7 separate regions of the Mus musculus genome follow, and all the other regions are linked to region 6. A link is a contact called in public HiCAR-type, HiChIP or PLAC-seq and promoter capture Hi-C data. All regions are on one chromosome and are shown on one strand. Each heading gives the region's core, a stretch centred on a gene start, on an enhancer-like site or on the middle of the called end of the contact. The rest is flanking DNA. Distances are from core to core; before and after follow the strand shown. Region 1 has its middle 43 kb from the start of Bcl11b. Region 2 holds the start of Hhipl1 (hedgehog interacting protein-like 1). Region 3 holds the start of Ccdc85c (coiled-coil domain containing 85C). Region 4 overlaps Setd3 (SET domain containing 3). Region 5 overlaps Setd3 (SET domain containing 3). Region 6 holds the start of Vrk1 (vaccinia related kinase 1). Region 7 holds the start of Cyp46a1 (cytochrome P450, family 46, subfamily a, polypeptide 1).

The links. Promoter capture Hi-C pulls out the DNA fragments that hold promoters and counts their contacts. HiCAR-type assays count read pairs that join an accessible place to other places. HiChIP or PLAC-seq counts read pairs in DNA pulled down with a chosen protein or histone mark.
Region 1: a contact with region 6 is called in a promoter capture Hi-C map of cranial neural crest. The contact joins the enhancer-like site here to the promoter of Vrk1 in region 6. A contact is called at or near these places in 6 of 39 promoter capture datasets (cranial neural crest, embryonic stem cells, frontonasal cranial neural crest and 3 more) and 3 of 115 datasets of contacts at active chromatin or transcription factors (embryonic forebrain, pro-B cells and stem cell-derived neural progenitor cells).
Region 2: a contact with region 6 is called in a promoter capture Hi-C map of liver, with 4 times the contacts expected there. The contact joins the promoter of Hhipl1 here to the promoter of Vrk1 in region 6. A contact is called at or near these places in 7 of 39 promoter capture datasets (cranial neural crest, frontonasal cranial neural crest, hippocampal neurons and 3 more).
Region 3: a promoter capture Hi-C map of pre-B cells shows a contact between it and region 6, with 9 times the contacts expected there. The contact joins the promoter of Ccdc85c here to the promoter of Vrk1 in region 6. A contact is called at or near these places in 5 of 39 promoter capture datasets (embryonic stem cells, hippocampal neurons, liver and 2 more), 3 of 115 datasets of contacts at active chromatin or transcription factors (astrocytes, embryonic forebrain and large pre-B cells) and 1 of 9 other capture datasets (embryonic stem cells).
Region 4: a contact with region 6 is called in an H3K4me3 HiChIP or PLAC-seq map of embryonic forebrain, with 19 times the contacts expected there. The contact joins the enhancer-like site here to the promoter of Vrk1 in region 6. A contact is called at or near these places in 8 of 39 promoter capture datasets (the HPC-7 cell line, cranial neural crest, embryonic stem cells and 5 more) and 1 of 115 datasets of contacts at active chromatin or transcription factors (embryonic forebrain).
Region 5: an H3K4me3 HiChIP or PLAC-seq map of pro-B cells shows a contact between it and region 6, with 9 times the contacts expected there. The contact joins the enhancer-like site here to the promoter of Vrk1 in region 6. A contact is called at or near these places in 9 of 39 promoter capture datasets (the C10 cell line, the SN4741 cell line, cranial neural crest and 6 more), 5 of 484 Hi-C or Micro-C datasets (B cells, CD4 T cells, CD8 T cells and 2 more), 5 of 115 datasets of contacts at active chromatin or transcription factors (astrocytes, large pre-B cells, memory CD8 T cells and 2 more) and 1 of 9 other capture datasets (adipose tissue).
Region 7: a contact with region 6 is called in a HiCAR-type map of astrocytes, with 6 times the contacts expected there. The contact joins the promoter of Cyp46a1 here to the promoter of Vrk1 in region 6. A contact is called at or near these places in 4 of 39 promoter capture datasets (liver, maxillary cranial neural crest and pre-B cells) and 3 of 115 datasets of contacts at active chromatin or transcription factors (astrocytes, embryonic forebrain and stem cell-derived neural progenitor cells).

The regions. Positions count from the first base shown.
Region 1 is chr12:108,044,843-108,048,704 of GRCm38.p6, forward strand. No RefSeq gene overlaps it. Among named protein-coding and RNA genes, the nearest start is that of Bcl11b, 43 kb to the left of the region's middle. Within about 2 kb of position 1,324, at least 8 of the 459 cell types and tissues checked have an H3K27ac peak or open chromatin away from gene starts, as enhancers often do.
Region 2 is chr12:108,304,839-108,308,931 of GRCm38.p6, forward strand. Hhipl1 (hedgehog interacting protein-like 1) reads left to right here and starts at 1,432. Exons shown (of 9, transcript NM_001044380.1): 1 at 1,432-1,845. The coding sequence starts at 1,573.
Region 3 is chr12:108,273,863-108,278,158 of GRCm38.p6, forward strand. Ccdc85c (coiled-coil domain containing 85C) reads right to left here and starts at 1,531. Exons shown (of 6, transcript NM_001159910.2): 1 at 476-1,531. The coding sequence starts at 1,271.
Region 4 is chr12:108,131,333-108,135,549 of GRCm38.p6, forward strand. The region is part of intron 6 of Setd3 (SET domain containing 3); the gene reads right to left. Among named protein-coding and RNA genes, the nearest start is that of Setd3, 46 kb to the right of the region's middle. Within about 2 kb of position 2,194, at least 12 of the 459 cell types and tissues checked have an H3K27ac peak or open chromatin away from gene starts, as enhancers often do.
Region 5 is chr12:108,168,919-108,172,928 of GRCm38.p6, forward strand. All of the region lies in intron 1 of Setd3 (SET domain containing 3), which reads right to left. Among named protein-coding and RNA genes, the nearest start is that of Setd3, 8.4 kb to the right of the region's middle. Within about 2 kb of position 2,678, at least 50 of the 459 cell types and tissues checked have an H3K27ac peak or open chromatin away from gene starts, as enhancers often do. A contact at or near this core is called in B cells, CD8 T cells, pre-B cells and 1 more, where this site is marked.
Region 6 is chr12:106,007,841-106,012,078 of GRCm38.p6, forward strand. Vrk1 (vaccinia related kinase 1) reads left to right here and starts at 2,423. Exons shown (of 14, transcript NM_001029843.2): 1 at 2,423-2,518.
Region 7 is chr12:108,332,056-108,336,337 of GRCm38.p6, forward strand. It overlaps Cyp46a1 (cytochrome P450, family 46, subfamily a, polypeptide 1), which reads left to right and starts at 2,261. Exons shown (of 15, transcript NM_010010.2): 1 at 2,261-2,509. The coding sequence starts at 2,391.

The sequences.
Region 1 (3,862 bases), core at 74-2,573, 2.0 Mb after region 6:
ATGTGCCACAGAACCCAGTTTTATGCAGTGCTGGGGTTTGAACCCAGTACTCTATACATGCTAAGAAAGCACTCTACCAACTGAGCTACCTCCATAGATTAGAGAAAGTGATACGCATAGAATCTTAACTCAGAAAGGATGTTAGCTTAGTTGCTATTGTTATTGTCTATCAAGAAGCTAAGGGCCTGGGGTCCCGGGCTATATTTGTCTGAGGAACAGATGCCTCCTGGTCCTTATGAGTCAAGCACAGGACTGAGCACAGAGCCTGCAGGTGCTCAGAGGTGAGGCTGAGATAGACCGTAGGTTCCCTAATACCCCAGAAAGGTAGACAGAGCTGGACCCAGCAAGCCTTCCCCAAATGCTGGGGAGTGGAGGACAGAGCAGCAGCCATTCTGGGGCCCAATGGCATGTGCAGCCCAGGCTCCAGCAGCTGTGGGAGGTTGGGTGGCCAGGGCCAGGGAGGAACAGGGCTGGGAAGAAGCCCTCAGGGCCCTCTGCCCTGGCAGTGGCTACAGCTCCCATACTTCCCTAAGCCAGAATAGTAATGCTGTGGAGGTCCTTCACCTTCTGGAATGGGAAAGGAATTTCTTTTTTCCTTACTGGAAAAAAAAAATTGGGTAATTTGTTCTTAACTCCATGAGACCCCCTCCAGCATCTTTCTCTTATCTGCCTTCCAGGGGATACCACTGCGCCCTACTCTTTAGTGTAGGCTTGTAGAGGAAGGACGTTTGTCTAATCAGCACATATTGATAAATGTATCATTTCTAGCCAGGCATGGTGGCTCAGGAGACTGAGGCAGAGTGGGGAACATCAGGAGTTCAAGACTGACCTAAGTTATACAGGGAGTTCCAGTCCTGCTTCAGGGTGAGACCTTGTATCAAAAAAGATTTAGCTGACAAGTAACAATTTTATAAGTTTATAGGGTACAACATGGCCTACACACACACACACACACACACACACACACACACACACACACACACGCACGCACGCACACACGGTACAACTGGTCCACACACATGCGCACACATGCGTACCCGCTTGTGAACACATACACACAGGTAAATATGAAGTGATTCCCTCAGTAGCCCCACAGCTTCACTCTGCACCAGCCACACCCTGATATTTCCCTCTTGAATGGCGGTCCCACCTTGTCCCACTGCAGCTGACCTGAGCCAACTGTCCAGAAGCTCACAGAGTACAGCTCAGAAACACACACGCAGGGTCTCACAGCCCAAACCACCTGCTGTCTGCCCTGGCCTCTGCCTGTCCTGGCTTCTGTCTGTCCTGACCTCTGTCTGGCCTGGTGTCTATCTGTCCTGGCCTCTGTCTGCCCTGGCATTTGTCTGTCCTGGCCTCTCTCTGTCTATCCTGACTTCTGTCTGTCCTGGCCTCTGTCTGGCCTGGTGTCTGTCTGCCATGGCCTCTCTCTGCCCTGGCCTCTGTCTGTCTGCCCTGGCTTCTGTCTGTCTGCCCTGGCATTTGTCTGCCCCGGCCTCTCTCTGTCTGGCCTGGCCTCTGTTTGTCTGTTTTGGCCTCTGTCTGTCTGCCCTGGCTTCTGTCTGTCCTGGCATCTGTCTATCCTGACCTGTCTGTCTGCCCTGACCTCTGTCTGTCTGCCCTGGCCTCTGTCTGCCCTGACCTCTGTCTGTCTGGCCTGGCCTCTGTTTGTCTGTTTTGGCCTCTGTCTGTCTGCCCTGGCTTCTGTCTGTCCTGGCATCTGTCTATCCTGACCTGTCTGTCTGCCCTGGCTTCTGTCTGTCTGCCCTGGCCTCTGTCTGCCCTGACCTCTGTCTGTCTGGCCTGGCCTCTGTTTGTCTGTTTTGGCCTCTGTCTGTCTTCCCTGGCATCTGTCTATCCTGACCTGTCTGTCTGCCCTGGCCTCTGTCTGTCTGGCCTGGCCTCTGTCTGCCCTGACCGCTGTCTGTCTGGCCTGGCCTCTGTTTGTCTGTTTTGGCCTCTGTCTGTCTGCCCTGACTTCTGTCTGGCCTGGCATCTGTCTGTCCTGGCCTTTGTCTGTCTGTCTGTCCTGGCTTTTGTCTGCCCTGGCCTCTGTACCTCCCTCTGCAGCAAACCAGCCAAGGTTGATCCTCTGGTTCCTCGGAAAGTGATGAGACATTGATGAAACAAAGAACTAAAACAAACAACGCACCTTTTCGAAAACTTAGGGTGAGATTTAATCATTTTTTATTCACACATCAGATTTAGGAGTGGGGACACCTGGGTGAAGAAGAACAGATGCCCCGGAGAAGGAAGGCGCCGCCATCTTAGATCTGGTCTCAGGTGGGTCTTCAAAGAGTTACCGCATATTACATGGTGCACACGCCCCTTACCTTTACCGAGGTTCCAGCCGCACTTGTAGATACCCAACGCATCATGGATGGGATATAAAATGTCCCCGGGGGCTCTTAGGAAGGCTCGGTCTCTGGCTGGTAAGGCTATTTTGGTAAGTGGTGGAAATTTTAGAAGGTAGAATGTAGCTGAAGGAAGTGAGGCCTTTGAGTGGCAGATCCTTGTCCCTGCCTCTTCCTGTCTCTGCTTCCTGACCACTGTGAGGTGAAGAAGCAGTTCCTCCAAGCAATCCCACCTCTGTGGTGCTCTGCCCCACCACAGGGCCACCACAGGGCCACCACAGGGCCACGTTGACTCTGAAATCAACCTAAGCACTCAGATACTTTGTCACATCCACGAGAAAGGCTCTAATAATAATTTTTAAAAAAGGTCAACTCTGGTCTGAAAATACTAATTGGAAAATTCCAAAAATAACTCATAAGTTTCAAGTTGGTTTTACTATATCACGTTATTACAACTGTCCTATCTTATTAGCTGCTGCTCCTCTCTTACTGCGCCTGATTTACAAAGTAAACAGTGAAGAAAAACATGGTCTACTCCAAGGGCTGCTCCCTGGTTTTCGGCCTGGGAGGAATAAACTTGGCATGCATCCTCCTGCAGGCTGCATATCCCCCGTGGGTCCTGAGATGGGTCCTGTATGGGAAGATAATCTGTGAGAACTCAAGAACAAAGCAAGATCTCGTAGAAGGAGTAGGTTCACGGGAGTCTTACCAATGGCACATGTAGTTAGAATTTCAATCCTAAAAGCCCATATAAAAGACACACAAGCCAGATATTTTACTTCTAAGCCGTATGCCTAGATAGAGCAGACCCAGGGCTATACTGACTTATTCCCCCGGCTATACTGCTCCTTGTTACTTGCTGTTTCTCCTGCCCATAACGGCCTCCTCCTCCTTAGCCTTCCTCTTCTCTCTTACCCTTCTCTCAAACCTCCAACCCCACCTTTCTCCCTCCACTGCCCAAGCACAGGCTCTAGCCTTTTATGGACCAGTTAAATTAGGGAGAAAGTTCACGTGGCATTGTTTGAGGATGCTGAGGGGTGGGGGAGGCAGTCTCATCTTGAGGAAGCAGTATTTAGCATTGAAATGCAGGCAGCATCAGACTAATCCACTGTAGGCATATCCTTTGCACTTAAAAATAGTATTTGTGGGCCTGAAGGGATGTCTGGGCTCAGAGAACCCAGGTTCAATTCCCAGCACCCACATGGCAGCTCACCACTGTCTGTAACTGCAGCTCTAAGGAGTCTGACACCATCACACAGATATTCATGTAGGCAAAAATGGCAGTGCACATAAAAAAATAGTAAATAAATAAACAATTAAAAATAGCATGTGTGCCACTTGAGAAGACACAAAAAGTATTATTCCCTTTTTTGAGAGATTTATTTAGTTTTATCTTCCGTGCTTGATTGCCTGTGTGTCTGTATGTACACCTTGGGTACGCAGTGCCTATGGAGGCCAGAGAGTGCATTGGCTCCTGGGTGGTTGTGAGTTGCCACTTTGAGTACCAG
Region 2 (4,093 bases), core at 182-2,681, 2.3 Mb after region 6:
GACCCTGGCAGGGTTCCTGGAGGTAAACTTGCAAGAGCTTAACCCCAAGACTGTGACACCCCTGGTTTCTCACTCTTATGCACATCTAGCCTCCAAGAATTTTCCCAAATGGTCTGCTACCGGTACCTTAATCTGGCTACCAGTCTGGGACAAGGACACAGTGACCAGGGGCTCTACTGTTGCCTGGCACTTTGTGTAGTCACTCAACTCCCGAGCTAAGGCTTTTCAGACTCCCATTCAGCTATGATCGGTTAAGCCTATAATAAACACTGCCTGGAATGGGGAGGAGGATGGAGTGGGATGTTCTTCCCCTGCTGTCTGTCCCCAACTATCTGACAGTGCCATCTCCCTGTCTCCCCCTCTCCCCCCTCGAGGGTCCAGCTGCAGCGGTTGGCCATAGCTTTTCTAACCACCTCCAACCATTCAGGGACTTTGTGGACCAACTGCTGCAACTACAAAACTCCGTGCTGTCTCATCGTCCCATGTGGATTCTCATCCTTGACGTCAGTTACACGTGCTTGCCCTTAAAGACTTAGAGATGAGATGTTTGCTCTTATATGGGGACTTTGACTCATAGCTGGCCCCCACCCCTACCCCATTTCAGGCTCCAACCACAGCCCTGTGGAATCTAAGCAACCCCAACCGCACTCAGCAACTGTGGCAGACTGACTGATACAGGGCTGTTCAAAGAGACAGCAGCAAGTGGGTATCATGTGAAGGCCACGTGGGAGTGTGCGTGACAGAACTGATGGAAAGAGTATTCCAGGAAGAAGCCGGTTCTGGGGTCTTCATAGACAAGTGCTAGGGGCTTTGACATGGTGGAATTCTGAGCCCATGGGATAGTGTCTATGTTCACTCTTGGGGTAAAGTTGAGACAAGAGATGCAGGAGGAGAGATGACGGACGAACAACCATCTAGGAGACACACCCATTAGGGCTTCCCACAGAACCCCACGGGTTCTGGGCTACGGGTAGAGAGTTCCACGGCCAGGGGAGGACAGAAGCCCTGGCAGGGCCAAAGATGGACTGACTGTGCGGTTGCGCCTGTTCCCTCCCACCCCCAGGCTCATGCTTCACTTCTTGTGAGGTCCCAGGCAACACCACCTGTCTTTTATGCCACACCTCCACATTTAAACACTGCTAAAGATCCTGTCTGGCTCAGTGGGAGGTGGGACCTAGGAGTCCCTGACTTGGGCTTTGGGGTTTCGTCTACTTGGCGGCTAGCGAGCACCTGAGAGAAGTGGAACTGTGAAACTGGGCAACCGGGGCTTCCCAGACGCCAGGTTTGGAAAGGCTGGGGCCAGAAGGAGGGGGCTGCCCGCAGAGGGGAGCTGCAGAGTGCCGTGATCCTCCAATCCTGCAGAGTGCTCCCAAGCAGAGGTGACCTCCAGCGAGGGGAGTCCCTGGACCCTAGGCCTGTAGGGCGAATCCACCGGTTTCCCGGTGATCTCCCGGGAGGGTGCAAGCAAGGCTGGAGGCGGGCGCTCAGGGCGCGGCCAGTGGCTCCTGGGGGGCGCATCGGCGGGGCTGGCTGGCCGGCCTTTGGCTGCTATTTCTGCAGACTGCCAGGAGAATGGCGGGACGGAGGGCTGTGGCCCGGATCGGGCCCGGGGCGCTGCTGGTTCTGCGCGCTCTGCTGGCCGCCGCGCACCCGCAGTGCTTGGACTTCAGGCCGCCCTTCCGGCCGCCGCAGCCGCTGAGCTTCTGCGCGCAGTACTCCGCCTTCGGCTGCTGCACCGCGGAGCAGGACGCGGCGCTGGCCCGGCGCTTCCGGGTCCTGGAGACCCGCATGGATGCCGGGGTGTGGGCGACGTGTGCCGGCTACGCTCTGGACCTGCTGTGCCAGGTGAGCGGGTGCACGGAGGCACGTGGAACACTAGTCGCTGGCGGCGGGGGCGGGGGCGGAGCAGGAATGGCATCCCCAGAAGGGCGATACTCAGGAGTGGGTCCCAGACTTGGAGGGGAATGACGACCCTACAGGCATGAGACTTAGGAATGGATCCTGAACTTTGGAGGTGATGGCAACCACAGGGGCAAGGGTCGGGAGCGGGTACCAGACTTTGGAGCTTGGGGGGTCCAAGAGGGAGTGACTTGGTATCAGGCGGGAAGACCTGGCTAGCTAGCTCTTGTCATTCATTTGCTTTGCAAAGATGTTGGGCTTTTTTTTTTTTTTTCCCTCGAGACAGGGTTTCTCTGTGTAGCCCTGGCTGTCCTGGAACTCACTCTGTAGACCAGGCTGGCCTTGAACTCAGAAATCCGCCTGCCTCTGTCTCCCAAGTGCTGGGAGACAGAGGCAACACCACTGCCCTGCTGATGTTGGGCCTTTTAGGAGCCTCAGTTCCTCTTAGAGACTCAAGACTCCTATTCTCTGGGACACCCTGGAAGCTCCCGCCCCCTCCCCCCTCCTCCAGTGCCCCACTGCAGAGAGTCCTATCTCTGTCAGGTACCAGGATGAAGTCTTTGCTAAGTCTAGGAAGGCAGGATGGGAAGATATGTAGCCAAATCTGAGGCATGACTTTGTCAGCAGTCTGGGGACTGCTTATTCCGATGAGGACTCTTCCACAGGCAGACTGAAAGGAGTAGTCTGAGAGCCCATTCCTCAGGGCCAGGATGCTTAAAGCACCCACCTTTCTTTTCAGCTACTGGTCTCCTCACCTGGTAGAGTCTCTCCCCAGATGAGTTACTCTCATCTCTCCTCTGATAGTGAAGCCCTTACTTCGATCCACGCTGAACTATCGCTTCCCTTATGTCGATGCGGAGTATCCTGCCTGACTGATCTGATTGCAGGAATGCCAGCCAGCCAGCCAGCCAGGGAAACCCCAAGGCGGGCCCAACCTAGGTCTGTAAGGTGAAGGATTCACGAATAGAAACCGCCCTCCAACCCCTGCCAGACAGTACGAAGTTCAGATCCCAGCCAGCAGGGGGCAACCTGCAGGGGAAGACTAAAGGGCGGACTTGGGTTTGATATAGTACATCTTCTCGTGACTGAGAGCTTGCGAGGTTCACGGCTGTCTTTCAATGACATTATCTTTAAAACAGGATCAGATGTCTATCCCTCACCCCATACCACAGAGATTAAACGGCATAGGCAGAGCAGTCCATTTGGGGTTTGTAGGTAAATTCCTCTAGTGCTTCCTTGCTGGCCTAGAGAGAGAGCGGGGATCAGGAGCTGCTTCAGGAAAGTGGTGACATGGCCCAGTGGCAGGTCAAAAGACCTGGACCACACTCAACGCCCTTGTGAAAAAAAGATCATGGAGATAAGGAGATGGTGGAGGGGAGACCACAGCACTCTAGGGTGTCCTGTTCATCTTGCCATGGGTTCTACTAAGCCAACACTTGGTGCATCCCAAGAGAGCCAGAGGGTGTGGTGAACCCACTCACCTCTCTCCCCATCCTGGAAGTCCACCCAGATGTGCCCACTGCTATCCCTGCCTCACCCAGAGCAATAGAAGAATTCCTGCAACGGGGCAGTGCTTACTTTTAGGGTACTCCCCATTTGTTGGGCCCAGCATAGCAAAGGAGATGGACAGGACCAGGGAGGAGGAAGGAGCCAATCCTGGGGCTGTTTGCTGGCAGAAGGCTCCTCTTTTTCCTTGGGAAACTGCCCAAAATGGCCTGGCCTGAGAAAGTCTGTGGTAGAGTGTCTGCTCATACCTCCAGTGAGGCGTCTCTGGGGGTGACCTCATGTCTGGACTGAGTTTGCATCAGGCGGTCTGCCTGCCAAGGCTGTAGTGTGGTCTCCCTGAAGCGGGTGTCCTGGGAGAGTGTGGGAGCGCCATCATCACTGCCACCAATCGCAAGGAGCCTTACCTACGGGTTTCTGTCAGTGATCGTTCACGACGCACAGCTGTCTCGTGGAGACGGGAGGTTCTTTCGTGAGGCTTTGCCCTCCTCTGGGAAAATGTGTCAGGCAATGGTGTCTGTCACATGGCAAGCTCAGTATGACTGGTGTGTGGCTCACACGTGGCGAACTTCTCTTCGGCTGGATGCATGAGGTCATGAGCGGGAGTCCATCTGAGTAGTAACCCGTGAAGGGGTTCAGCAGGCTCGTGCAGGCAGCAGACATGTCCCCAGGGCCGGAGAGGGGTTGGTTC
Region 3 (4,296 bases), core at 281-2,780, 2.3 Mb after region 6:
TCAAGGTCTCAGCACGGGTGATTGTGTGCCAGCCCAGCCCAGCCCAGGAGGAGATTCAGCTGGGAAGGAAGCAGGGGAGAAAGCCAGCCACAGCACAGTGCAGTCGTGGGTGCTAAGTGAGTTTGAGGGACTCCAACCAGAAGGGAAAATTCACTTGCTTTAGCTTAGGGGCCTTTCATAGTCTTCCAAGAAAAACTCTCCTCTGCCCTCAAGTGTTTTCAGGGTAGGATGAGAGACACCCCTCGACAGCCCCAGAGTGCCAGCTGGTAACACAAAAAGCTGCGGAGGAGAAACTTTTTTCTGCGGCATCAGCTAGACAGGGACACCACCACGCCGAATGCTCCATTTGCTATGCCAGCTGCGGAAGGGTCTGAAGGTGCGACCCCACCCCCACCCCGCACCTGTGAGGTCTCCAGAAACTACTACTGCTTCACGACAGACACCCATGGGCTTCCGATCCCGGCGAGATGCTTACCGTGCAGGCCGTTAGGGATGCTTCGGTGGTGCGGCGGCGCTGACAGGTCATCCAGAGACCGGCGCGTGGCTCCGGCCTTGCCGTCCGGAACCTTGTGCGGCCCCGGGGGCAGCAGAGCCGCTGGGACGTGGTGGTGGTGGTCCGGGCTGCCGCCGCTGCCCGCACTGGACGTGCTGCTGCCGTCGCCAACGTCGCGGGCCCCCGAGCCCGCTGCGCTCCCCGCCAGGGGCCCGCTCAGGCTGGCCTGGCTGTCGATGGAGCTGCGGGAGCCCGCGCCGCCGCCGCCGCCGCCAGCGCCCCCCGCCGCCGCCAGCGCCGCGCGCTCCTCGTCCAGCAACAGCACCAGCTCTTTCAGCTCCAGGTTCTCGCGCAGCAGGGCCTCCTGGCGCGCCTCGAGCTCCCGTAGCTTCTGCTGCGAGCGGGCCACCTCGTGCCACACGGCGCCGGCCGCGTGGCGTCCGAAGCGCTGCCACTCGCGCGCCAGCTTGCGCCCTTTCTGCCGGTCGTCGTCCAGGAAACAGCAGAGCTCACGCAGCTCCTGATTGTCGTCCTGCAGCCGCTGGTTCACGTCCTTGAGGCCGCGGATCTCCAGCAGGTGCTGCTGCAGCCGCCGGTTCACGTCGCGCATCAGGCCGCCGTGCTCCAGCATGAGGCCCACCTTCTCGCCCTCGGCGCGCCGCAGCCGCCGCGCCAGCTCCTCCTTGCTCCAGCGCAGCAGTTCCTCGTCCGGGACCTGGCTCAGCTCCTCCGACGCCGCCGCTGCAGCCGCCGCCGCCACCGCCGGGGGCTTCGCCATGGCGGGGCCGTCACCGCGGCATCGCCCTCGCCCGCGCCGGGCCGGCGCTCCCCGCGCCGGGGCTTCTCTGGGCTCGGCCACGCGCGCGCGGGGGGCGGCTGGGGACGCGTGCGGCCCGCCCTTCGCCGCCTCGCGCTCCCTCCCGCGGCCCCCTCTGGGGTCACCCGAGAGCCCGCGCACGCCTCAGGACTGAGGAACCGGGACCGTGGCTGCGTCGGCGGCCGCGGTGCCCCGGCTCTCCGAGCTCGGGCGCAGCAGGCGGAGGCCCGCCCCCGGCCCCGCTCCCGGAGCCCCAGCTGCCCCGCCCACCCCGGGCGGAGAGGGGGCGGGGCGCCGCCGTTGGGCCACGCCTCCGAAAGGGAGGCGGTCAGAGGAGTGGCAGGCCCCCGAGGTCCCCCTACGCGGTGCGCCGGCCCGCCGGGCGCCCTGCCAGAGGCGCGCTCGAGCCACGGTCCCGCCCTCCCACAGGTCTGATTGGCCAGGTTCGGGGGTGTGCGGGAGGGGCGGGGCGCGCGCGGGGAGGCTGAAAAGATGGTATCTTCCAACCGCGGGGCCTTGCACCCTCCTCCCCCCCACACTCCCGGTTCAAGTTTCTTCGCCCGGAGGACGCGGCCTGGGCCAATCCCAGGACTACAAGGGGTTTTAAAATGCAGGTAGGGCTAGGGGGTGGCGGGGACCGGTGGGAAAGGTAGGGCAGGGCTTCCCTTAAAGGCGACGCGCGAATTTACGCGTCCCTTATCCGGCCAGCGTCCCTGACCCTCCCTTTCTCACCCTTAATAAACAGATGCCCACCCGGCGAGCACAGCTCTCTCCCTCCCTCCCTCCCTCTCGGGGGCACCAGAGTTCGGTACAGTCCGAGAGAGGAGGAACAATAGGACCCTGACATGGGGGGTCGGGCAGGGCTGGTCTTTGTCCCTTTCCGGGCCACCGACCAGAGCCACCTGGGTCCCTGCCTAATATTGCAGCGGGGCTGTCTTCCCACCCCTAGCCCAAGACCGTGGAGCCTTGCCAGCCTTATCTCAGGGCCAGATCTCTCTCCCTTCTTCCCCTGACGTGGTGGGAGCCGAGGACCTGCCCTTTTCCCAGAGCAGTTCTCCGAGCCCTTCCCTTCCGCGCACTACACCGCTAAATCCCTGGGATTGGAAGAACATGCAGTTCGCTAGGTGGAAACCCCTGAGAAAGGCGAGGGAAGGTCTTCCACCCTGGCCAGATAGCTGGGGTCCATAGGTACTCAGCGACCGCAGAACCTTCTTCCCTCGCCCCGCATCGCTGCGGAGCATACGGATCTTCCCACACCTATAAATCCCGTCCCCTAAGCGCATTTAACAGCGCTTCTGCAGCCAGCGGGCCGAGGGAAGGATGCGTTTCCCCTGGACCTACAAGGAGATAACCCACTCTGCGCGCGCACAAACCGGGGTAAGCTACCCGGGCCTGGAGCGCGTGCCCGCGCAGCAGCTGACATCCCCCTTTTACAGTTACTCAGCCGTTTACTAAACCACCTCATGTGCCCTCTTACACCTTCCCCATCCCGGGGGAATTCTACCGGGACAAGAGGCCACTGCTCTCTGAGGGCACTTGGCATTCTTGGGAGGAGGGAGAGAGTACAACGTGAGAAGAATCGGTGAGGCTGTCTGCAGCGCTATGCGGGGAATTCAATTGCCTTAGATCTGTGTTCTGGGAGGGACCTAGGAGCTAGGACCTAAACCTGAGTGACAAGGACAAAGGTAAGCCTGGAGGCCGGACAGGTGAAAGGAACAGCAAGTGGAATGGCCTTAGGGTTGGCTTGTTAGTGGCCGGTTCGAAGGGGAGGAGGGGCCGGCGAGATGGCTCCGCAGGTAAAGGAGTGTGAAGCCCAGCCTGACAACCTAAATTAATTCCCAGGACACAGTGATGGAAGGAGAGACCTTACTCCCTCACGTTGTCCTCTGACCTCCAGAGTGGGCAGTAGCTTACATAAACACTCACACAGAAAGAATGAAATGTAATAATATATTAAAAAAAAAAAAAAAACAAGAAAGGGTGCCGTAGATGGTGCGGGACATTAATCCTAGAGTTTGAAGGCAGAGGCAGGGGTAATATCTGAATTCCAGGCCAGTGAGCTACAGAGAGTCTGTCTAAAAAAAAGAAAAAAGAAAAAAGAAAAAGAGAAGAAAAGAAAGGAAAGGATGAAATATGAGGTCTGAGCTCAAAAGGCAGGCCCATGTGTGACCTGAAGCTGGAGTCTTGGCTGTCTTGGCTCCCATTGGTAAAGGGCTGGGAACCACACAGGTTGAGCTAATTCAGTCCTCCTTCCCCCTCCCTCCTGGTAAATGAGCCGACGGTCGAAAGGGGTAGGAAGAAGATGAGCCCCGGGGGATGCCGAGGCTGGCCACGTGCACTCAGCACCAGGGAGTCAGCTGAGTAGAGGGGCCTGGTGCTCTGCAGACCCAGCACAGCACACTTTCAAAAGGAGGGGACTTAGGGTCCGCACCTGGGGGAGGCTGCAGATCTGCTTTCAACCCCCAAGTCGCAGCAGCAGGCTCCCTGGAGGATCCCCACAGAGCGGAGACTGAGTGGGTTAAGGAGTTACTCCATTGAGACTGCAGGGGGGAGGGGCGCGGTGAGCAGAGCACACACCAAGGGAACACTTCGGCTCACCAGGGAAATTGCTGAGACAATTCAATTTGTACTGAGCTCTGTGGCTGCCTTGTGTCTCCTTGTGGTGTTCCTATGGCCTGCAGCCTCTGCCTTCGGGTCCTCCAGGGTGACAGCTTCAGTGGAGAAAAAAGGAAACCTTCATCCAAGCGGTGATTCAAATCACCTACACACTACGGGGCCAGCGGAGCCTGGTGAGGGGGGGCTCAGTGGGGGTGTAGGAGTGGGAGGAGACTGTTAACCACCATCCTTTCCCTGGAACTCTGAGAGCCAACGATAACAACAGCAGTAATAATAGCATGAATGACAAGTTCCCCATAGCTACATGAATAGGGTACCCTCCCCTTCTGTTAACCTGCCCCACCTAGGGCCTGGAGTACCTCCTTAGTGC
Region 4 (4,217 bases), core at 944-3,443, 2.1 Mb after region 6:
ATTTAAAAAAAGGGGGGGCAAACTGTAGAGGGCACGCCACACTGTGGTACAGATATGCAAAGCTGACTACTATCTTCTCCACAAAGTGCACTTTACCTTATATTTTCTTAATTAAATGCTTCATTGGTCAACAGCTCTGAAATAGGTTTTACTCTTGTGTTTCCCCACCCCCAGAGGAAATACTATCTCACATTCTAAGAGTAATCCCATTTTGTTAAAAAAGCCAATTTCTAGAAACAATTTTTCCATGAAAGAATAGTTTAATCCGTGACTATCTTTTAAGTGTGATGTAGAAAATGGATAATTGTTAATTGTTCACTTGGAACAGAATGCTGGGAAGCCAATATATTGATTTGAGCCATCTTTCAAACGAACATGATGTTTGACCACAGTCACAGATAAGAAAAGATTTCAGAATTGGGTTTTGAAAAACAGGGCAGCTGGCTCCTAACACAGAGTCCAGGAACTCTGGAAACACTTGTACTGCAATACAGCAATGATAGCACCAGAGACACCTTGAGAAGAAAAAGCATGCAAGGAAAGCAACATGTTTGGCAGAGTAAAGATAGTGCTTCTTAGCCTCCTGGGGTATTTCCCTGCCTTTGACTAGGGAGAACCCAGGGTGCAGGAGCCAAAGAATAAATGTTACAAAAAAAGATCACCAGATCATTATTTCAAAGGCACCAGGGACAGACTGTAATATTAAGGGACAAGAAAAAAAGAAACTTGAGAGGAGACAGGACTTCTTGTCACATGGCCTTAGTTTACTCCACAGAAAAAAAATGAAGGAAGCCAAAGATGGAGGGACATGGCTAGGCCAATTTAAGGTAGCGGTAGATTCCCACAACTCAGGAACCAAGAATGGGAAAAGGGGAAGGGGAAGGTATATATGGGTCTGTCAATGGTTACATAGGCACCAAAGTCAAATGCGAGGTTCTTGGGACTGCCTGTGGTATTTATTCCCAGGAACACAGAAGGGGCACACCACCTAGGGACCCAGCACAGTAAGCACGGTCTTACTTTTCAGTTATATGGCTCCAACAAAGAGACACAAGGCTGCAAACAATTTCCATGTACGTGATTTCTGCAATCCCACATGCAACAACACCACACCAGGTTTGTGGAGCTAACAGATCTGCTACAAAATGAAAGGTCAGCAGACTGCCTTTCCAGGATAACCAGCAGCAACTGGTATGAACACCTTGGTGGTTTTTAGCTCTGCCGGGGCAGGAGCCATGGGAATTGACTGGTGCAGTCAAGGATAAAAAGGATGTGCATAGAGCAAGCAAAGAGCTCCAGTCCTAGCCAGCGGAGCCAAGTGACTGACCACCTCCCGCCGACTCCAATCCTCCTCAGTCCAAGAGGGCGCCTGCTCCACAAAGGAGTGACCTGGACAAAGTGGCTAGGACTGTTGCACTTGGCAGAAGATTCATAGCCAAGAGTGAGAGCTCAGTAGTGTGAGCAGCTCCTACTCTTCACTTCCTGCCACAAGTGCTCTGTGCACTTGTGTCCGTGCGCCATCACCCAGTCTAAAACAGGCTCTGGGGCAGGTGCTGCATCCTGCATCTGCTTCCTGCTGACGGACCTCAGTCTCACAGTGGCACACAGCAATCCTACACAATTGAGCTTAGTCTCAGCTTCAAACTACTCTGTTGGAGATGGTGCAAAAGACAATCTTCCTAAACACTTAATGAATCTACTGCAAAAAGAAAAAAATCTGTTTCCCCATCTGCACTTCCAGACACATATAATGAAGTGACATTTTCCAACAGAGGATTTTAGATCATTGGTTGTGTCAATTAAATTCAGCTCAGCAGAATGACCGTTATTCTTTCTACTCACCTTTTAGCCCCTGAACAAGTTGCAGAATCTGGAAGTCATCTCAAGCCATTTATCATTTATCCCTCAGAAAACCTGATGTGGGAAACAGCCTTCCTGCCCATTTTCACACTTTCCAGATTGGAATAATTTTCCCCTCCCACTGATTCATTTAGCCAAGTCCTTCAACAAAGTTTAAGATTAATCTTCCTTTAAACTTTCATGTGACCTCTCATGACCTCTGAATTCTTAGCACATGCAGCCTGCAAAACAGTTCTAGCCTCTGATTTCACACCACGGTGAACTGCTACTCAGTTGTTGTGCGACACCCATTCAATCATTCCTTCATCTGGGAAATATTCATGGAGTCTATCAAGAATAAAAGAGAAAATAAAGGCACAAGATAGATCTGGTCTCCTACCCTCACACTTCCTGTCTGTAGAAGGCTGATACTGACCAATAAGGTAAGAGCTTCGAAGGGGAGCAAGGCAGGGAAGAGTGGGCTAACAGGGAAGGCTGAAACCTAAAGGCCGTGGAGGGGTAAGGAATGGCCTGAGATCTCCAGCTAGACTGCTAAATAACTCAGGTGCTGGAGCTACAGATGGACTCCCTGGTCACAGCTGCTGCTGTCTGGCTTCCCCAGAAATCATAATACAGTTTGAATGGAAAGCAAATGCTCACACAGCAACTGTGTGGTTTCCTTTTCAACCCTTTAAAGACATCATCTTTGGAACACACAGTCAGAAAGGAAGAAAGAGAAAGAGAGAGCAAAGGTTTGGGGTGATTTCAATGGCCACCAGGGGGCTAGTGGCAAAATAAGAGAGCCCTGGAGCATCCAAGTTCAGGAACACTCTGGCCTTCTGTGCCTGCTCAGATCCCCATTCATCAAGGTGGGCCGTGTCTTTGCTTTGCTGTTCCTGCACTCGGCCTTCTCTCCCCAACACAGAACGCTTCCTGCCCCCAATGATGAACTCCATGGGAACAGTAGACAGAAGCTATGACAATGACGTCAGCTAAACTAGGCCCAAGTGGTCTGAGGAAACCTGGTAGAAGGGAAAGCCTGGAGCATTTCTAGTCAGGCTCTTATTACAATATGCATCAACAAACCTGTGGTTACAGAACAGATAGCTTCTCCATTTGTTTCATTGAAAACTTGAGGCAAGAGGCATTTACTCATCAGGAGAAGAACCACTATTTTTCAGTCTGCTCTCTGCCTAAAGTATGTGCCCATTAGAAACAAACAACAACAGAAGGCCAGGCCCTGTGCCACCCATTGTCCAGGTGTGGTGTATAACCAGACAATAGCACAGGAGAAATGAGGAAGGAAGAGCAAGAATTCAAGGTCATTCCTGACTATATATCAAGTTGAAAGCTAGGCTGGGCTACGTGAGATATTGTCCTTTGTGGTTTCTTTGCTTTTATTTATTTATTTATTTATTTATTTATTTATTTTTAGCAAGCGCTAATGAAATAACATGCTATTTTCTGTGAAAATCTCATGAGCAGACAGGTGTGAGGACTGTAGGGTGACCTCTATCAACAACAACCAAGAAAAGGAAAAGGAACAGGTGTAAAATCTGTAAGAAAGGGTTTTACTAACCTTGGAAAAATAACCAAGTTAAAGTAACTAAATATTTCTGCATAGAAAATAACAAAGGCAACAGTCAGGCCACAAGAGTGGCAAAACTGGTACCTAAGATGGTCCATGCTCCCTCTACTCCACCAAAACACTCCGGAGCGGCATGCTGTAAAGCCATCAAAGAGGCTGCTGGGCCCCTGCCCTGCCCCAGCCTACGGCCAGCATAAGATGCCCCCACGGGAGCTGTCAAAATGGCAGCACCACAACCCGTCCTCAGTCTGCAGCTGTTACAAGAACTGTGCACAGTGGTGCATCTCCTTTCTTGCCTCAGCCTACAGTCTTCCTGAAATACCACTGTCCCACGGGAGCTTCCACAGCATCAACACCACCTTTGCAGCCACCTGAGCCAAAGCTGCCCATCCCAATCTGTGGGCCTGATGCAAGGAAACGGGGGTGGTGTGAAAAAGAGCCACCAATTCCTGAGCAGGAAAAAAATCCACCAATCCCTGAGCTTCTCACAAAACCCCACCAATCCCTGAACAGGAAATCCTACCAATCCTCACTCTGGAGATCTTTGCGCCGAAAAGATCCGCCCCTAAGAACTCCTATATACACCCTGCCCTTTGTTCAATTCCCTGCTGTCCACTCTCGGGAACAGAGGGCAGCCATCCCTGGATTCTTCCCTCCACACCCTGGACCCTGCAATAAATCTTTCATAAGATTTGATACCTAGTATAATTCTCATTGGAATAAGCTGAGAAGCAATGAAGAGAAGAAGGGAAAAAGCAAAGAAGTGGAACGGAGGAACAGAGCTCCTGAG
Region 5 (4,010 bases), core at 1,428-3,927, 2.2 Mb after region 6:
AGGGAATCCTAAGCTCTTTCTTGAAGCTATCACTCCTATGAAAATCAGTGAGGAAAGTTCAAAGGCAAGGTCATTAACAGATGATAAAGGCTTGGTTTATATTAGGATTTGGTCTCTTGTTTCTTTGGACTGCTTCCCTCCCACAGTCCTGCAGCTTCTAAGAGACAGGAAGTAATCAGCGCTGGTCCACACAGAATCTCCACTTACAAAAGGGAAGGAGAGTAACTGTCTGGTTCCTCATCAGAACACATCTCCCGAAAGCACAGGATTCTAAGTTGGGCAGTCTCTTAATCTGTTCCACTCAAAAGGTAAGTGTCGGGGTTCTCATATACAAACTATACACAGTCATGAAACAATGACTTCATGTTTCATGAGTTCTACTGAAAAATGAGGACAATTCCTAAAGTAAAAATATACATTTATACAGGGTGGGTGAGACACAGCTTGACCATTGTGCATATATGGAAAGACTTTCGTATATTAAATAACAGAACCTCTGGAAATACATTCATATTTTTTGTGGTTTTCTCTCTCTGAAAGCAGCTAAGCAGGATATTATTTGTTTCTGGTACCAAAGGAAGAGCTATGACCAAGCACAGCTGGAAGCTCAGGGGGAAAGGGGATACTTGCGACAAGGGCCACAAGCATTTGTCCATGTGGCCACCACAGCTTAGTAAGGTCGATACTGAGGACTCCAGCTCTTAGGAAGCTGAGAGGATGCTGTGACTTGGCCAAGAGACCAGAGGCACCAAGCAGCAGACCCCAGCTTGAAGCCATGGATCAGCTGCACCATCCAGGCTGACTCTAAACATAAAGGCACTTGAGTAAACAAGCTCCCCTATCCCCTGGGTAGGCAATAGTGACCAATGTGAAGGACATCAAAACCAGGGAAAGCCAGGCCTACAGGTCTCAGCATTGAGACCAGAAATTAAGTCACACCCAAAGCAAAGCGGCAGAGATAATTCTCCAAATGCCCAAGTAACAGAAGACAGAGGGCAAGGAAGTACAGTGTAAGAAGGATGACTGAAAGAATCAGGTAGTAAAGTCGTTTCCTAAATCCAATTCTGCTTTGACAGTTTTCACTTCAAAATTCATCTATGCTGTGTGATCTCCCTAACCTTGTGGATTTGAAATGATTACCCAGACTTCACACTTGTGATTCAAAACTTTGCTACACACAATGGTTCATTCTGTGATTCAGTTAACTTGGGTGCCTGTTGCTTCCAACTTTTAAACAGAGCTGTCAAAGAGGTACCAAGCACATCTTTAACAGTCTGAGTGTGTGGGGGGAGAGGGGGTAGGTACTCACTCACCAGTGTCCTATAAAGACCAAATATTACTAATACTCCTTCTACATATTCATGTAAACATATGCTAAATTAAGCACCTATGCACTTACTCTTTCTCTATCCCTTTCCCCCTTGCTCTCATGAGAAATGTTAGCTGAGCCAGGCGTGGTGGCGCACGCCTTTAATCCCAGCACTTGGGAGGCAGAGGCAGGCGGATTTCTGAGTTCAAGGCCAGCCTGGTCTACAGAGTGAGTTCCAGGACACCCAGGGCTACACAGAGAAACCCTGTCTCGAAAAACCGAAAAACAAAACTTAACAAAAAGAAATGTTAGCTGTATAGCACAAGGGTAAGTGAAAGATACTCTCCCCTGAAGTTTAGACTGAAATAGCATATGAACTATCATGGGAGAAGCAGAAGTGAGGCCTAAACAGCAACCACAACAATAAGTATTACTTTAGACAAAGGAAGGAAGGGAGGGAGAGAGGAGGAGGGCGGGAGGACAGACAGACAGACTAGTAGGGAAACCAGCAGAGTTTCACTCTCAGTTGGCACCTACAGAAGTAGGCCTTGCTGTAAGTCCACCCACCTGTCTCCATTCACCACCCAGAAGTTTATAGAAGGTACAGGACCCTCAAGCCTGGCCCTTTTAAGTCAGTATAGACTACTTAGCAAGCCAAACAGCCACCTCCCTGCGTAACAGACAGGGAAACAAACATAACTGTTAATTGCAGGCTGACTGGCAAGAAGGGACAACTGTGACTACTGATAACTTCCACCATTTAATTATTTCCCATTCTAATCTATACAGGGAACTAAATAGACCATACTTTGGGGACCATGCTAGAGGAGGAGGTGACAGGGTAGAGGCATTATTACACAGTATAACTCATATGTACTAATAGATGACATTCAGTTGCAAAAACATGACTTGCATTCATAATTAAAATGGGAAAAAATTATATAAACTGGACATTGGCAAAAAAAATTACCCTCTCTGGTAAAAATCTATTAGCTGAATGGGCAGGCAACATCTATGAAAGAACTAGTAACCATGTGACTAACTTGTACAAAAGTATAAACCCCTGATTCCAGCCTGCCAGCAGAATATCTCTTTGACAACCATGCATGCCCTCACAGAAGCAGTGACCTGAGCTAAAACTTGGGCTGTCTTCTACAGCCCTTCTTCTGCTCCCTGCCACCAGGATACTTTAATTAAGTTCTTCCTGAAAATGCTGCTTTGAAATAAGTACAGCTAGAATAAACACTTTTGATAGTAGGTATTTGGCAATTTGCCTAGGAAACCTAACTCTGACCCAGCACCATCTGCTTCTCAATGTAGTTTGCACTGACCCAACTTGGCAGCTGTGTCTTCTGAAGGAGGTTCTGTTTGTGTGCTTCTTCCTGCTCCAAGCTTTCAGCTGTAAAATACACCTGAGGGGGTGAAGCCAGCCAATGTGTATAGAAGAACAGGAAACAATCCCTTCCCCATTTCACTAACTATTCTGTAGACCATGAGAATCAAACATCACAATGAAGTACACACAGAATGGGTTGGGAAACAGAAAGACACAGGGCAACATTTTCTGTCCCAAACCCAGCACTGGCAAGGTGCTTCATGGTGGTGCCTTCCTTGGCTTCACGTGGTGCCAGCTTAACTGGAACTGACAGTTACCAGAAGCACACTCTGGCTTGGCCCAGAATGCCACACCATAATAACTTAGACCAGCATGCCATGCTACAATAACTTACACCAGTGTGGCTGGTACCCACCAACTGGCACAACACTCCGGAATCAATGGAGGTGCTCTATGCCATAGACTCAAAGGAATCAAGAAGTCAAGGCAAGCAGTTCAAAGAACGGATTTTGACTCAGTAGCTACTTAAGTACCAACAGAAACATAGATCTAAGTTTTAATCTCTTTACAGAACAATTTGGACTATTATATAAATGCAGCGTAACTAGAGAATTCAAAAAAGTTCCTTTCCACAAAAATATTGACTATTTTTCCAGAAATTTAAACAATAATTCTAAATTTTAAACCATCTGATTGTCTTTCAGCATAAAAGGTTTGAGCTGTTAAATTATAAGCACACTGAGGTTAACTCCTGGCTTCTTGACTGTGAGTGGATGAACCCTGAACTCAAGCCTCCCCCATGGCAGTCAGCAGAAGCAGCAGCATGAACACCATCAGTGACTACTGCATCCATACAGCAGGCATCAGGAGTGTCTGAATGCCATCAGTAAAGTGAGGGAACCAACCAGATCAGCCTGCAGCTCTACAGCTCTAGTAACTGCCTGCCCAGGTCTAATTACTTTAACTTCAGTGAGGAATAGCTGACAAACTGAGGGACCTGAAGAAACAGAAAGGTATCCATCTCTTCCTCCAAGTGACAAGCCAGACCATGACAACTGGGCAAGCAGGCTGAACACAATGGAGTATCAGTTACACTTGGGGGAAAGAAATCTGTCTTTGTCGGAACTATATAAACTGGTCATTGACAAAAAATGACCCTCTGTGGTAAAAATCTATCATCTAAATGAGCAGGTGACATCTATGAAAGAACTAGTGATCATGTGACTAACTTGATTCCAGCCTGCCAGCAGGCTATCTCTTTGACTACCGTGCATGCCCTCAGAAGCAGTGACCTGAGCTAACTCTTGGGCTGTCTTCCCTGCTCCCTGCCAGCAGGATAGACCTGCACGCTGAGATTAGCTCTAC
Region 6 (4,238 bases), core at 1,173-3,672:
ATCTCATGACCTATGACCCTGCTCTGTCCACACCTCTGTCACCGAGCTGAAAGGGCTTGCCTCTATGTTTTGAGGCTGTGCATAAAGTATCCTCTGAGTATCATCTGAAAGCAGACTCAGGGAGCATGAATCCCCTAAGTCAAAATGTATGGAAAAACATAATTCCCGTCTGCCAGTAGAGCTTTCTTAAATATTAATTAAATGGGAATCTTAGGTGAACACTCTAACTCCTGGTTCACAGTAAATATTCAAAAATATTTGTTAGGACTATAGAGGTTAGTTTTTTGTTTTGTTTTAATTTTTTTTGAGACAGGCTCTATGTGGCTCTGGCTGTCCTAGAACTCACTACGTAGACCAGAGATCTATCTGTCTCTGTCTCAACAATGCTGGGATTAAAGGCAAGGGCCACCAAGCCTGGCCAGAGAGGTGTATTATACAGAAAGCCTTTCCACCCAGAGCTCAGTTCCTAATTTCAAAAGTTCAGCAGGACTGATCAACTGACCTGTCTATTCCTGTCCCAGCACAACCTATCAACTCCTAGACGGCGCCGAAGGTCTCCTATGTCCCAGGAGTTGCATCGTAACCGGTGATATTTCAGACATGCTGTCACCATGACGGCAGCTTGGACTGCTCTCCTGCCACTCTCTGCGCTGCTAGGGCTTCTCCGCACGTGTGGGTGGTGTCGGTGGTGTTGGCAACAGCCTTGGAACATAGCCTCAGCAGAGTAGCACTTGACTGAGAGCCATCCAACTGATAATGCCGGAGCCGTGGGTTCTGGAATACATTCTATTCCCACCTTGGAACAGACCAGGCTGTGTTGCTGACTTAACTGTGCTTGAAGGTCAGCCAATTGTCGAGCCAGTGTGGGAGCGGGGACCTTTCTTCCGCACTGGGGGAATGTGGTCACAATGTAACAAGTAATGTGTGTACTTGTTTGTGGGTGCAGAATGGCTTTCACTCAAAGCATTCTGACCACAGAGTCTTGCTGTGTGTGGGACTTCACACTCACGAGATGTGTGAATCTTGAGGCTTCTCTGCTGACAAATAGTCATCGAGAGCTCACCTTGTGCCTGCGTTTCCATCGGCGTGTGTACAGAAAGCAGATGCCGTGAGAGGATTTGTTGAGGAGGGTTTATGTTCCAGGAGGCTGTTTAGAGAGGTGTGGGGTCTGAGCCACACAGGATGAAACAGTAACCTGTGACTCGGGGGCAGCCAGTGTGTTACTAGCTCTAGTCCTAACAACACAATCATCATGGCATGTTCTCATTGCAGACTTGTGGAAAGCCCAGCTGAAGTGACCCTTAGCTAAGGGACTTAGCTGTTCGTGTATGTGTGTGTGATCGTCGTTAGGTGACTTTCCTTTTTTTCTTCCATTCTCAGGCTCCATCATGGATCAAACTCAGCAGAAGTCTGGGAGCAGTGGGCATGCAGTACAGCTGTTTTGTGGATCTGCTCTATGGGGCAGACGGCAAAATAGGAAAGAAATTGGAGCAGGTGTGGGTACCTGGGACGGTGAATTCAAGATATGAAGATCAATGCTGAACTGCACACTGGGCAACAACTCAGATTTCGTAGGGACTAAAGCTCATACAGTGTTTTAAGATCCACCTTAAGAAACAACACAGGCAAGCCGAGTGTGGTGGCGCACGCCTTTAATCCCTGAACTTTGGAGGCAGAGGCAGGCGCATTTCTGAGTTCAAGGCTAGTCTGGTCTACAAAGTGAGTTCCAGAACAGCCAGGGCTACACAGAGAAACCCTGTCTCGAAACTGCCCCCCCTCCAAAAAAAAAAAAAAAAAAGAAAGAAAAGAAACAACACAGGCTAGGAGTGTTGGCTCACATTTTTAACTCAGCTGTTGTTAGTAAACCAAAAATTAAAAAAAAAAAATCAAATTGGTAAAACAATAGCAATAACAAGAACAGCACCGAACCCAAGGCCTTTTCTAGGGCTTCAGAAGCTGCAGATCCAAAGTGCAGCTTGAAGCTCATTCTTCCAACCTCTAGGAAGGAGATGGTGAAACAAAGAAAACTGATGTTTGACAAAAGTAGCTCAAATACTGCGGTGGGTTAAGTAAACACCGAGACGCGCTTCGGATATTTGAAATGAGTCTCTTTGTCTAACCGTTTAATAAATCAAGCAACAGTGAGTACTGGTTATATTTATTTCGGTTCTTAAGGCTTTGAGAGCCACAGTAACATGTAAAACAGCAAGCGGGCTGCAAACCACACTTCCCAGAAGCCCTTGTGCTCAGAGGAACACGCCCCCATCTCGCCTCTTGGAGGTTCAAAGACTACAATTCCCAGCATGGAGCAAGCGTAAGGACCACAATTCCCGGCATGTCCGGAGAGGTGACAGGGAAGCGCGGTCTTCCTCTTTCCCCGCCTCCCCCGCCGTTCGCAGCCAACGGGAAGGCTCTGTACTACGGGGTGTGGAGGGGACGGCGCCGTGGGTAGGTCGCGAGTCTAGGGAAGCGGCGGGAAGTTCGTACTACGCTGTGGACCGCGAGTTGGCCGCTCTGGGTAGGGAGCCGTGGGGTGGTGGCGGGACTATAGGTCCGGTGTTGCTTCAGGGCGGCGCCGCGGCTGGGTCCGGCCTGCCCGGGAATCCTCGCTTCTCTGCCCGATCGCGGAGCTGCCGGAAGCCCGGTTCTAGAAGGCCGCCCGAAGCCTAGCCGGGACCAGGGTGGCGGGGACGGGGACGGGGACGGGGACCTGGACCGGCCGAGCCTGCCACTTCCTTAGCACTGGTGAGGTGAGGCCTCGGGGCACAGCCGCGGCCGGCAGCTTCTCGTTTCCTTCCAAGCTTGCTCCTCAGGTCTCCACCGCCGGTGACCGGGCTCCCGGTGCAGTGTCTTCAGAGGCAGCAAACAGGTCTGCAGCCCAGCGCCAAAGTTTGTTTCCGACCGTTTCCAGGCTAGGTCGCCTTAGATGTAGAACTGCGCCAGAGTCCTTGAGAGATGGGGACACACGCCAGTCCTGGTCGGGTTACCCGTTTATTCTTTTGTCGTTGACGTTAACCATTCTTTACGTCTGCGTGTGTTCTTCCTTTCCGTCCCTCATCGCTTTTGGAGCAATTTGGAAACGCGATTTTGCCTTTGGGAAGGTGGTGGTTAAACTTAGCGGGTCGTTGAAGAGCTTCGTTGCTTTCCTTTTTTAAAAAAAGAAACAAAAAAACAAAACGAAACTAGAATTGACCATCTATTGAGTCTGGAATTCAAAACAGTGAAAAAAGATGTAGATCAGCATTTTATCATCATTATTATTTTGGATTTTCAAGACAGCTTGCTTGCTTGCTTCCTTCCTTCCTTCCTCCTTCCTTCCTTTTCTCTTTCTTTCTTTCTTTTTTTTTTTTTTTTCTGTGTAGCCTTGGCTGTTCTGGAACTTGCTCTGTAGACCAGGCTGGCCTTGAACTCAACAAGAGATCCTCCTGCCTCTGCCTACTGAGTGCTGGGACTAGACTTGCGCCACCCCCACCCCGGCTTAAGAGTTCAGGGGAAAGGCATGTCACTTTTTTTGTGACATGTCGATTATACTGTTTGGGGAAATTTAATTTACAGTTCTGACTGGAATTAAGCATCTGGGCAATTAAGATAATGTTCATCTACCTGGAAAAAGGAATGTAAGTGGACATCACTAAAAATGGCTTTCCCCGTTGTGCTACCACAGATGGCAGACACTGCAGCGCTGCCTTGCTGATGGAGACCGAGCTAACAGGAGCATGGATTGAGGTGGATAACAAGTGTGTTAGGCGTTAGGGATTCCGTACAGCACTAGTATCCAGTACAGATATCACTTTGATAACTGTAATGGCTGCTGCTTATGCCTGGCGTAGCAGAGATGATGAGTGTTTATTTGTTAAACAAATGAGATGGTGGAGTTGATGTGTTTAAGCAGGGAGCCTGGCATCTAATAATAAGTTTGAGTGCCCAGGGAATGGTTATATGGAAAGCTTAGGCTGAGTCTTATTCAAGTATGCATGCATATATTTAAAAATAACAGCAGTGCATTTAAAGTGTTGACAGACCCTAAAATTAAATTTCTTACAGGAAATAGGCCAGCTTTTTCCTCTTAATTTTGAGAACTAACGTAAAATAATAATGAGTGAATGCCCCAGATGTCTAAGACAAAGATATAATTTCCCCCCCCCCAGACAGGGTTTCTCTGTATAGCTCTGGCTGTCCTGGAACTCACTTTGTAGACCAGGCTGACCTCGAACTCAGAAATCCGCCTGCCTCTGCCT
Region 7 (4,282 bases), core at 1,011-3,510, 2.3 Mb after region 6:
TGCTGAATTCTAGCCTAGAAGAGAAAATCTGAGTCCCAGGTTCAGGGAGAGACTCTGTCTCAAAGGAAGAGGTGGTGAGAGCAAGAGAGTATTTGATACCCTTTTCTGTCACACAAGCACGCGCGCGCACACACGCACACATACAAACACACACCACTTGCTAATAAATTTTGGTTATTAACTTTCTGGGACATAGGGTCTGCATGAGCAGCAGCTTGTGTCGCACAGCTAACTATAGGAGAGTTAGTTAGGAGCGTCATGGGCATGGAGACACAAACAGAGTGGATGTGGGATCTGGGACAGGATGCCACTGACACACTCCAGCCAGGAAGAGGGGCAGAAAGGGTGGGGTGAGGGGCCCTGCCAAGCCAGAGGTCACTAGAGTTGCCTGATGTGTCAGAGAATATTATTACCTTTCCCTTTCCTTAGTCTGTCCTGTGTGGAGCATCTCAGACTGTGCCCAGAGTCCATTGGAATCAGGCCTTGCCTCCAGGGAGTCTCTCTCTGTTCTGAGTCCTGACACAAAGTTAAGTCCACACAGCTTAGGATATCTGCTAAGCTCAGGGTGAGGGGTCATAACACCCTCCTAAAGTGACCATGCCATGCTTCTCTGCTCTGCACACCACCCTCCCAGTATTGGAAATTGAACCCAGGACCTTGTATTGTGTGTTTACAAACAAGCACCTTACCACTAAGCCAGATTGCTAACCCTTAAAAAAAAAGAAAAAAGAAAAAAAATTAGGACAGGGTCTTAAGTTGCTCAGACTAGCCTTGAACTCTGAAGGCCTAAAATATTTTATTTTTGAGACAGGGTTTCTGTATAGTCTTGGCCTGGTCTGCCTTCCCAGTGCTGAGATTCAAGGTGTGTATCACCCACCATATCCACCTAGCCTCGAACTTTTGATCCTTTCTCCTGTGAGCACCACGATGCCCCACGGTCTTTGCTGTCTACTCTCTTTAACTCGCCTAAAAGCACGCAAGAAGTCTACACCCTCCTCGCAGTCTCATGCCTTCATCTCCTCTCAATTCAGGAGCTTTCACAAATGGCTAAACTAAACTGGCTGACCTTCCTCTGCCCCCAAGCAGGGCCACGGGAGGTCCCTGTTGCGCACATGCGACTGCCGCTCGCTACCACACGGGGGCGCGGTGGCAAGCCACATCCCCCTAATGCCACTCAGAGGCCAGTCCCCGGTTGGATGCTTGGCTTCCCGTCTTGTTCAGGCTGAGGTGGCCTCTCCAGACCGAAATCAAGCACAGCTCCTAAAGCTCTCCCCGTCACCTGCAGCTCACGGATCCCTGATATGTCCCTCCCGGGGGCTGGTCCTGTATACCCGGAAATGTAGGCACACGGTCCACACTTTTTTCCTGTTTTTCTGTCTTCAGACCCCTCCAGGACCTAACCAAGGTCTCGGAGTAGTCAGAAACCGACCTTCTCTCGAGGTCTTCAGAGCCCCCACTCCCCAATCCCGAGGCTCTTTATCTAGTCAAGGAGAGCGCACATCTGGCCCTCCCATCCACTGCAGGCCTATCTGAGCGTCCCCCACGGGAACTGAAACTCGGAAGTGAGGAGCACTTTGCGCTTCCACCGGGTGAGAAGGCGGAGCACAGCCCAGCACATTCCTATGGACCATCACCCATACTCAGGATTATGGTTTTCCCGGGCCCAGGAACTCCTGCATCCTGCTAGGATCTTGTCCTCCGCCTCCGGGCGGACGCTGGCACACAGCGGGCGCAAGGCTTGCACCGACCTGCAATGAAGGCGCAGCGCGAGGACATTTGGGATTGACTAACTTTGGGGCGCTAAGGTTTCAGGGAGATGTTTGAGAACAGTCAGCGCAAGACGGGGATTGGAGGGCTGGGAAAGGGTTTTCAGAAGGTTTGCACGAGAAAGGAAGAGGCCTGGCACTGCACGCGGAGAGACAGTTGGCGAGGCCAAAGGGGCGGAGCCAGCGGACGGGATTTGCGCCGCCGCCTGGGCAGCTTGCGCCCAGGAAGCGAGGTTGCCAGGACAACGCGTTCTGGGCGGGGCGACTTCGGGGTGGAGTCTGAGCTCAAGAGAGGGTAGAAGGGGCGTGGCCTCAAAGTCTGAGCCAAAAGCCAGGTTGTGATTGGTGAATACTTATCGCTCTGGGCGGGAACGGCGTGGCGGCTGGGGCTGGGCCTCAAAGAGGGCGTGGCCGTGCGGGGGCGGGTCCTGAGAGCTAGGGCTGGAGGCGGAGACGTGGTTGGCGGGTCCGCGTGCCCGGGGCGGGGTCGAGCCAGCGGGGGCGGAGCCGAGCGGCGGGGGCGGTGCTGGTGAGCGCGGGGCCTGGGGCCGAGGCGGCGCGCAGCGCTGACAGCTAGTCGGTCGCAGCCTCCGGCCCCCTCTGCACCGGCGCCGACCACGAGCCATGAGCCCCGGGCTGCTGCTGCTCGGCAGCGCCGTCCTGCTCGCCTTCGGCCTCTGCTGCACCTTCGTGCATCGCGCTCGCAGCCGCTATGAGCACATCCCCGGGCCGCCGCGGCCCAGGTGAGCGGGGGGTGGGGGCGGGGGCCTGGCTGGGGCTCTCGATCGCGGGGTCTGGGGACCGCGTCAGAGCCAGCGCCCAGGACGGGGGTCCAGCCTCGTCTTGTACGCACGGCCAGCCCGGAGACGCAGGCCCGGAGAGGGGCGCTAACTATTCTTAGTAACAAATTACTCACAGCCGCAGCAGCTGCTGGGCGCCCACCGCGCTTGGCTGGGCCGCACAAATGTGTCGGCAGCTACAGTCCTGTCAGGTAAGCGCTGCTGTTACCCCATCGTTCAGACCTGCAGACTGAGGCGCACGCGGGGAAGTCACCTGCCAAGGTCACACAGTTGGTAAGCCTAGATTTAAACCCAGGTTAGGCTGCTTTCGAAGTGGACGCTGCTAACTTTAGGACTTGGACAGGGCCAACCTGTCCAAATACTGAACACTGTACTCCCGTCACGTTTTTCTGTTTCTGTGTTTCTGTCCTGGGACATTCCATTTGTCCTCAGTATTTCCATTCCGTTTTTGGCCACTTTACCAATGGCTCCCATCAAAAGCTTACCTTTCTTTTCCTTTTCTTTCTTATTCCTTTTCTCACCCCCCCCCCTTTTTTTTTGGAGACAAGGTTTCTCTTCAAAACCCTGGATGTTCTGGAACTCACTATAGACCAGGCTGACCTCAAAACTCACAGAGAGATCTGCCTGTCTCTGCCTCCTGAGTGCTGGGATTAAAGGCCTGTGCCACTATACCTGGCAAGAGCTTTTTGAAGCTTAGAGTAGATGTGTAATGAAAGTGTCCCAAGGGCTTCCCATCACTTCAGAGTTGAAAAATCCCGTTTCACATGAACCATACCACACAGCTAGCAAGCTACTACTAAGTTCACAGGCAACTTAGTACCTGTCCCCTCTTGCCCCCTTTGCATACTACGGTTGCCCTAAGCCTGCCTGTCCCCTACATCTCTCCATTGGCTCTCCCCATTCACCTTCTCTGGCCTGTGAGTGGTATTTTCTTGTTCTCATATCAAACAGGCTGTCCCAATCCCTCTATGTGAAGCCTGCCCAGCCCCGGTAATTTTAAGGCTACCCCTGGAGTCACCTTTTTTCCCACCTGTTGATTGCCCCATGCTAAAATGTGAGCCCAAATAGGGCAGAGATGTTGGGTTTGCTTGTGTCATACCTCCAGGGCCTGGCATGTTGCACTTAATTGCTCAATAAATAAATATCTGTTGAATGAATAAATAAATAAGCAAAGGTATTAGACACATTTCTTAAAGACCTCTGGATATGAACATTCTGGAAGGTACCATCTCCAGTACAGCAGCCTGAATTCCTGTTTGTGGACCCGAGTGACCCCTGTGGCTGGAGACATGGGGAGGCCACTCTTCTCTCCCTTGTGTCTCTGCCCTCCTTTTGACCTTGGGGGTCTCCCTTGGACACCCCCCCCCTTGCCTTGTTTAGCACTTACAACTTTCACTCCTCCTAAACAGGCCTTCTCCAGGACTGCATGGCTTGGCTTAAGGCTATGCTAACTCCTTAGGGAGGGGGCCCTTCTGTTGGACCTATAGCCCCTTAAGTCACCGTGCCACCTCTTGTTAAGTGTTTGTCTCAGTCACTGTGGTAGCCTTGATGTCTCTCCCAGCAGAATCTGGCACATGCACAAATTCCAAGTTGGATGGTGGAATTTCTAGGTTCTGTCTCCAAGCCATCCATCCACAGTTTAGAAGTGAGCAAGCATCTATTGTTCTGACAATGTCTTCTAAACCTATGGGCTTTGGACCTTTCAGACCTGATTGG